2 separate regions of the Sus scrofa genome follow, and region 2 is linked to region 1. Evidence: chromatin contacts called from public Hi-C data. All regions are on one chromosome and are shown on one strand. Each heading gives the region's core, a stretch centred on a gene start, on an enhancer-like site or on the middle of the called end of the contact. The rest is flanking DNA. Distances are from core to core; before and after follow the strand shown.

Evidence for each region. Hi-C and Micro-C count contacts between places; a contact is called where the count stands out from the background.
Region 2: a contact with region 1 is called in a Hi-C map of alveolar macrophages, with 2.0 times the contacts expected there. The contact joins the promoter of ADAP1 here to the enhancer-like site in region 1. A contact is called at or near these places in 1 of 5 promoter capture datasets (fetal liver), 5 of 47 Hi-C or Micro-C datasets (alveolar macrophages, blood, embryonic fibroblasts and 1 more) and 1 of 2 datasets of contacts at active chromatin or transcription factors (alveolar macrophages).

What each region holds. Positions count from the first base shown.
Region 1 is chr3:569,524-573,449 of Sscrofa11.1, forward strand. The region is part of intron 5 of ADAP1 (ArfGAP with dual PH domains 1); the gene reads right to left. Among named protein-coding and RNA genes, the nearest start is that of GET4, 38 kb to the left of the region's middle. Within about 2 kb of position 1,773, at least 17 of the 83 cell types and tissues checked have an H3K27ac peak or open chromatin away from gene starts, as enhancers often do. A contact at or near this core is called in alveolar macrophages, where this site is marked.
Region 2 is chr3:613,515-617,440 of Sscrofa11.1, forward strand. It overlaps ADAP1 (ArfGAP with dual PH domains 1), which reads right to left and starts at 1,957. Exons shown (of 12, transcript NM_214226.1): 1 at 1,790-1,957. The coding sequence starts at 1,871.

The DNA.
Region 1 (3,926 bases), core at 523-3,022:
AAACCCGCGCTTCCCACGTGACTCAGAGAGATGGGAAGAGACAAACGCGACGGAAACTGGCTCACGTGCTCCCAGCAGCTTCGCTGTCAGCGTCACAGGCCGGACACGGCCGATGTCACCCAGCTGGGCCGAATGGCCGTAGCGGGGCTGCTGCACTGAGAGGCTGGCACCCGGTTCACAGGCCCCAGACAGGCCTCAGACCACAGCGCCATCCAGGGAGCGACCCCCTGGAAAGGCACCGCTGGCGGCTGCAGATCAGGGCTGGAGGACTAACCAGAGGGGGCTCGGCAGGCGGGACCTGCAGGTCGCATGGGTGGGTCTCACTAACATCTTTGTGGACTGGAGCAGGGACCAAGCGGCCTTGCTGGGAGGAGACACATGGCTGGGGGCCTCTGTGCCAGGCCCCAGGCTGGCCCTCCAGGCTCGCCATGTGGCTTGTGCCTGGCAGGGCCCCGGCGGAGGGGTGTCCTCTGGGCCAGACGCACAGGGATGCCCACTCCGGCCACCTGCCCAGGAGGCCAGGGGCCTGGTTTCCAGGTTCTGTTCCCCAAGAGGTCGACACGGGAGCCCCGCCCCCACCCAGGCTGCCCGGCACCTACAGAGCTGGGGTGGGGTCCCTGCATCGGAGCTGTGTCACCCCAAGAGTGCCCCCCACTTCTTAAATCCGAGACCCACACACAGGCTCCATCACAGAGAGCAACGGACCTAACCCCAAAACGCAGGCAGAAAGTGGCAGAGATGCCTTGGGCCCCTTGCACTGCAGTGATGTCGCTTCATGTGCCCGCAGTGGCCCCGTGCCTCCGCCACACAGGAGGGCAAGCCTGGCGTGGGGTGGCAGGTTCCTGCCCCTAGGGCTCCACTCTTGGGGTGGGGTGCCCCCGAGCAGGAGTGGGTCCAAGCTGCGGTGGGAGGTGCTGAGTCTGTTGGTGACAGGGGCGCCGGGCCCCTGGACAACAGGGGCATTGTCAGCCTGTGAAAGGCGGCCCTTGAGGCTCTGGCTCCAGGCGGGGATGGTCTGGGGACGGAGCCAGGAGCAGCTGCTACGCGGGGTCACCCCAGAGACGCGCCTGCAGGGCCTGGGGCGGCGGGAGGCGGGGCCTGGCCCAGGCGCCCCCGCGTCTCTACCGCATTCTCTCGCACACCCGTGACCTTGGCCGAGGGCGGCAGTGCCAGGCTGGCACCGGCTGCCGTCCGGGGTCGCCACACCCTCCCATACCTGGGCTGTGGGTGCTCAGCCCACCCCACCATGTGGAAACATCCAAGCCGGCGGGTGCCCGACAGCACCCAGAACACCGCCGAGAAGACCGCCGCCCCGGCCCGGAGCCGGGTCCACCCTGAGCCGCCTCTGCCCGTGTTCACCGCTGGGGGTGCTGGTCGGTGCCCGGCCCTGGCCTTCGCGGCTCATCTGACGGCCTCTGACTGCTGACCCCGACCCGCCACGGAGGCCGGCCCTCTCTGCACTGGGAAGTCGCGGCCGGCTCCTGTGCCTCACAGGCGTCCGGGGTGACACCTGGGGACGCGTGGCCCTGGCGCTCCTCCCTCACGCCTTAGCAGTGGACGCCTCCGTGGGCGCCCTAAGCGTGGTGGGGGCTGGGCTCCCGAGGCCCTGGCAGGTGCCATGCCCGGTGGGGGGGACCCCACTCCACTGTGACCTCAGGTCCCCAGCAGCCCCTCTGAGCCCGACCTGGGCAGATGGGCCCCCGGCCCAGGCCCCTCGGCCACCTCACCCCTCAGAGCGGCTTCCACGCCCTGCGGGTTCCCCTTCCCGCACTTCCGCCTTCTCGTGGCTGTGGGCGTGCCGTCCCTGTGCTGTGGGAAAGTGCGCTGTGGCAAACGGGGGGGCAGACTGGAAGGACCCACGGAACCCAGTGCTCCTGGGGGGGGCGGGGCCTTGCAAAGAACAACGAGCCGGGCAGGCGGCCAGGGAGTGCCAGTCCAGTCGGGCTGTAGGAGGCACCTGTTCCACCTGCCCTGGGCGGTGTGGTGGGAGTGGGGGCGAAGGCTGGGGGGAGGGTGGGCAAGAGGAGGCTGGGAGCTGCTGAGGCCTGGTCCCTCCATCCCATGGAGCGCTGGGCAGCGGGCCAGCACTGGGCACCCTGCACTTCCCCTTGAGGGTGGCTTGCCCCGGGGTGGTTCCCTGGAGGTGGGGACCCTGCTGGTGGCCCCAGGGCCCATACACCAGGGTCCCTTCCTGTAAACTCAGGGCTTGGCCAGTGGGGTGCAGGTTGGGGGGCCCAGGCATGAATTTTGAAGGCTAGAGGAAGAGGTGGCATTAAGACTTGGGATGATGGCCTTAGTGAAATGGGAACCAAAGTGCCTCTTTAAAGGGCCTCTGTGCGGGGCCCTGTCAGCAGCAGCCATCTCTGAGTGGAGGGCAGAGGGGCCCAGGCTGGGGGCTCCCACCTGGAGGTGATGTGTGAGTCTGCGGGGCTGGGAGGGCCACGGGGACCAGTGCTCAGAGGTGGGGGCACATGTGCACAAAGGCCCTGCGGACGGAGTGGGGAGCCGGGGCCTCAGGCTGGAGGAGGGGTCTGCGCCCCAGTCCCTCCAGAGTCCCGGGACCCAGCTGAGCTCGCCTCTCTTATGCCATCCTGCGAAGGACGAGCCCTCTGCTGCCCCAACACACCGCAAATGGCGCCCCGCAGGCCTGCACTTGTCCAGGCGCAGGTGAGACCCAGGCCTACACTCCTCTGCTGCCCTGAGGGTCTGACGGAGAAGCTGGGCCTTCAGAGGCCACCCACTCACCACTGCCACCTGCACACCTGCAGGCCTCACCCCCGTCCTCGTCTGGGGCGCCGAGCCCTCTCGAGGTTTCGGGATGTTTCACGGGAAGGATGGCAGTGGTATCGGGGGGCTTTGAAACGGGGCCTCCTGGCCGGCCACGGGGCCACAGCCTCCGGAACCATGAGGAGCCTGGCCGCAGCCACCTGACACCCAAACACACCTACAGGTGCCCACCTCCCACACCCCACCGGGAGGACCCGTGGTTGTGCCGCCCTGAGCACCCCCGCTTTCTCGAGAGGACTCCAGAGGCAGAAAGGCCATTGGGACGAGGTCACACGCCCACCCCAGACCAGTCTGGGCCACAGCTGAGACTGTTCCTGACACTTCTGTGCAAGTCACACTCGCCGTTTCCTCACGGAACCAAAGGTGAGGGGTGGGAAGTGCGAACCTGCTGCAGTGAAGCCGCCACCGGGAGAGGCAGAACCGGCAGAGCAGACACCGGAACAAAGTCCTGACGGCACTGACTGAACCCCTAGATCAAGCCATGCTGAAGCCAGAACAACCATGTGAGCCTATCCATCTCCTGTTTCCTGGACTGGGTTGGATTTCTGTTGCTCACAACCAGAGATCCTGACACAGGAACAGACGCAAAATCCTGCCCTTGCCTCTGAAACGAGGCCACAGGCTGTCATCACAAACTGCTGAGACGTTCATGTGTGGGAGACGCTCGGGGTGAGTCCCCCGGGGTCCCAGAGCAGGGAGGCAAAAGAGTGTCCGGCCGCCCTCCCTCCCTCCCGCCTCAGGGATATCAGGGTGCATGACAGCTCTCTGGGTGGAAGGGACTGAGTCCAGGCCGCACACAGACCCGGGCCGCGTCAGGGGCTCCGGAGCAGAGGGACGAGGAGTGGCCGCTGCGTGGGAGCGGGGGCTGCACAGAGCCCTCCCCGCCTCCGCTCCCTCTGCGCCGCCTGCATCTGAACACCCCAGCAGCACACATCCACGTGCTGACCAAGCCGGCGCCTGCCCCACTCGCGGTGGTGCCGCCACGCTCTGGAGCCGCTGGGCCCCGCGCCACCCCCGTCCATGCCCCTCCCACCAGGACCCACCACCCTGTGGGCCCCCCAGGGCAGAGGCGCGCCCCCGCCAGCCCAGAGGTCCCTGGCCAGCCTGCGGTTCCCCACGCGCCCCCATCCTCCATCAAG
Region 2 (3,926 bases), core at 707-3,206, 44 kb after region 1:
CCGACACCATGGGCGGGCATCAGATGGGGGTCTCGGGGGCCAGGGTAGCCGAAGGGCTGGTCTGCCTTTGAGGTACCACGTCCCCGAAGACACTGCAAGTTCTCCAGGTCTCAGTTTCCCTAGCTGTAAAATGGGCGTATCGTTACTCCTCAAGCTGCCGGACAGATGAAGCCAGACGCTGATGTCAGGGCCCAAGGCGGAGGAGCACAGATGTGGTCCAAGGCAGGGGGCCGACCCTCAGAGCCCCTGTGCCTGGGCCGAGGCGGTGGGTGGCCACAGCAGCTGCAGGGTGTGCCTCGCCAGGGAAGCCCCCCTCCCTCCTGCCCCCCAGGGAGGCTCTGGGTCCAACGAAGCCCTTTCTGGGCAGAGTGGCCAGGAAGGAGAGGGACAGGGCCAGCCCCCCCCACAGTCCCCAGGCCAAGCCTGAGATCAGAACAAGCAGACGGCCTCTCTCATGGGACCTCTCCCTGCCGTGGCCTGTTTTCCAGAGCAAGTCCGGGTCACAGAGGTCCGGGAGACAGGGGCAGGGGCAGCTGGCAGGAGCTGGCACAGAGACGGTGGTGACCTGGCCCCGCGGCACAGCAGAGGTGGGCCCTGGGAGGCCTGCCTGCCTCCAAAAGAGCCTGTCACCGCCTCCGCTCTGGGGCACTCATCCCAGCTACATACTGCTGCCCAGCAGAGACCCCCCCCCGGGGGGGGGCGGCCCCGTGGGTGGGCAGCAGAGGAGAGCCGGGAAGTGGGTTCTAGGCTGAGGGCGTCCAGAGACTGCATCTCAAACCAGAGTCTCCGGACAAACGGGAAGACTTTGTTTCCTCTCTGGGGGCGTCGGCCCCTCCCTAGTGGTTAGGCTGCTTGTTCGGAGGGGCTCCAGCTGGGAGCCCCCAGTGTGTCCCCGCAGGGCGTGGGGGACACCCTCCCTGCGCAGGACTTGAGCAGGTGCGCCGCTAAGCCCCACCCCCGCCGCAGCGAGGCCCACCGGGCTGCCAGCTCCGAAACAGGGTCGTGCGGGCTTGAGAGCAAAGCCTTGTCCTCTCCCGCCAACCCCAGCACACGCGGCCGCAGGAAAGCAGGGAAGCACCCTGGGTTCCGGCGCCTTGGAAATCACCCCAGAACAGGCACCACCCAGGAGCAAAGTCTGGGAGGATGGGATGCAGGCGGCCCAGCGCCTGTTCCAGCCGCACCTGCCTCCCGGCCCCACCTGAACTGGCCGCCTGCCCCGGAGCAGCGAGGCCGGGTGGGGGGAAGGGACGCCCTTGCCCACCGGCTCCACGTGGAGGGGGCAGGTGCTTCCTCCCCCTGCGCGGGGCGCCGTGCAAAAGGGTGGCTCCAGGCGGGGGGGGGGGGAGCATGACGTCACCCCCAGGTGGTGGGGAGCCGTGTGGACCCCCCACACCCACGCACAGAATCCCGCGGTCCCTTGTCCGTTCTCTGCCTGCAGCCGGTCGCCCGCCACGATTTCCTCTTTCTTTGCGGAGCCCGAGGTTTCGCAAGGCGGCGGCGGTCCGCGGGTGACAGCGAGACACGCAGCCGGGGGGAGGGGAGGCGGCGACACAGCTGCAGGCCGGGGGCGGCGGGCAGGCGGTGTCCGGGCCCCCGCAGGTGCCCTCTGGCCCGCGCCCCACCCCAGAGAGGACCGGGCTGCGCGCGGCCCGCGCCCCCCAGCCACGCAGGCGCCGCGGCAGCCCTCCCCGGCCCCGGGGCTGGCATCCACCCGGGCCCTCACCCACGCGGGCCGGCCGCTACCCCGCCCGCACCCACCCGGGCCCACAGCGACCCTGGGCGCACCTACCCGGGGCGCCGCAGTCGGCGCAGTGCGCGTTCCCCGGCCGCTGCAGCAGCTCCAGCACGGCCCTCCGCCGCTCCTTGGCCATGGCCGCGATGCCGCCCGCCCGCCCGTCCGTCCGCGATGCCGGGGCCGGGAGCGTCCGCCCCGCCGCGCTAGGGCCCCGCGCAGGCCGCCCGCCGCCGCCGCCGCCCCTGCGCCATCCTGGGCAGCTCAGCTCGCGCGCCGGTTCCGCATTCCTGCCGTCCGGCCCGGCTCCACCGCCGTCGCTCTCGTCGCCGCCGCGGCAGCCGAGCGTGTGCCGGCGCGGGGCCCGGGGCGCACGGCGCGCTCTGGCCGGCGCGGCCCGCGGGCGGCCCCCAGCGGCGCGGGCGGGCGGGCGACCTCCTCCCGCGCCGGCCCCAGCCCCAGCCCCAGCCCCGGCCGGCGCGCCCGGGACCTCGCCTGGGGAGGTCTGCCCGCCGCCCACCTTGGCCCAGCGCAGCGGCCCACCTGCCCTGGCGCGACGCCACCAGCCACACACAGTGCTGGGGGCTTGAGGGAACCAAATAACCACAGGCCTGGGTGGGACCCTCCTCGGTCCTTTGGGCCCGAACAGCGCCCACATACCTGCTGTGCACCCAAGGGGCAGCGCCAGGCCCAGTGGGCTCGCGGGGAGCGCTGGTTGTAGGTAGGGATGCAGGCCCAGCGCCCCGGCGGGGGCTCACGCCTCGCTGCCCTGGGAGGGAAGCCCCAGTGCGGTGGGTGCTCCGGCCAAAGAGGGCCCCCTCCCTCTGTCCAGCACCGCCAGGACAAGGCGTGGGCCTCGGTGCTCTGGATCAAGCCGTCCTCGGTCAGGAGGCCTGGACCCCCAAGGGGCGGAAGCTGGAGGTGCTGTGCCCAGTGCCTTGCAAACTCTTTCCATTCTCTTCTCAAATCATGAATGCGACCGTATTGTTACAAAACTGACACAGGCGGAAACATTACAGCCCCTTGACACCCCTGCCCCAGGCAACTGGTAGCCTCCTTCCAGAAGGGTCCTCGGCCTGTCAGACTTGGGCGGGTGGGTCCCTATTCCTTCTGATCTGCCTCCAGGGTTCTCAGTTGGTCTGTGCATTTACGCTTAATAAGCCTTACATACTTTTCAAGTCCATACGTGTGGATCTACTGTTCTTTCTCAAAGGCTGCTTTCTAGGAGTTCCCGTCGTGGCTCGGTGGTTAACGAATCTGACTAGGAACCATGAGGTTGCGGGGTCGATCCCTGGCCTCGCTCAGTGGGTTGAGGATCCGGCGTTGCCATGAGCTGTGGTGTAGGTCGCAGATGTGGCTGTGGTGTAGGCCAGTGGCTACAGCTCCAATTAGATTCCTAACCTGGGAACCTCTATATGCCACGGGTTCGGCCCTAAAAAGATTTAAAAAAAAAAAAAAAAAAAAGGCTGCTTTCTACTCAAAGTTGCACAGTCACTGGGTCACCCAGTCTCTGGCTGAGGGGTGGGCACTGGGGGTGATCTCAGGCTTGGGGGCGGGACAAGGGGAGGGGCGTTTGAACGGGTGACCCACCCTGCCCACTGGCCCCTCTGTGGAGGCTGTGTGGGCGCTGGCCCCTTCCAGAGCCAGGTGGGCCTCTGAGGCAGGATGTGGGAGCCATTTAGGGTGCGTTTTTCAGTCCTGTGGCTTCTCCCTCACCAGATGGAGTCTCTGGGGAGAGTCAGCGGACTCCCTCCCTGGGTCCCGGTGCCAGGGTCGGCATCCACCCCTCAGCAGGCTCACCATCAGCTCAGCAGCCCCCCTGCTGACTGGCCTCTGCGCACCCGGCATTCTGTCTGGCCCCTCACATGTGTGGTCCTGCTTAATCCCCATTTGAGAGACGGGGAAGCTGAGGCACGGAGCAGTTCAAGTGCACCCATGGCCACACATGGCTTCCAGTGGAAGGACCAGGACAGCAAAGAGATGCCCCCCAGCAGGGCAGGGTTGCTGAGGGCCACAGAGAGGCAGGGAGGCCACAGAGGGGCCTGGGGTAAGGGCCGGCGTGGGGCAGGCAGCCTCGCCCCGTTCCCTCGTGGCTTGTTTGCCTTCTCTGTCCTCCATCCAGCTGAGGGGGTGACGACGCTGTCCAGGGAGGCAGGAGGGAGTGAGGGTTCCAGAAGCTGTAACAGGCCAGGGA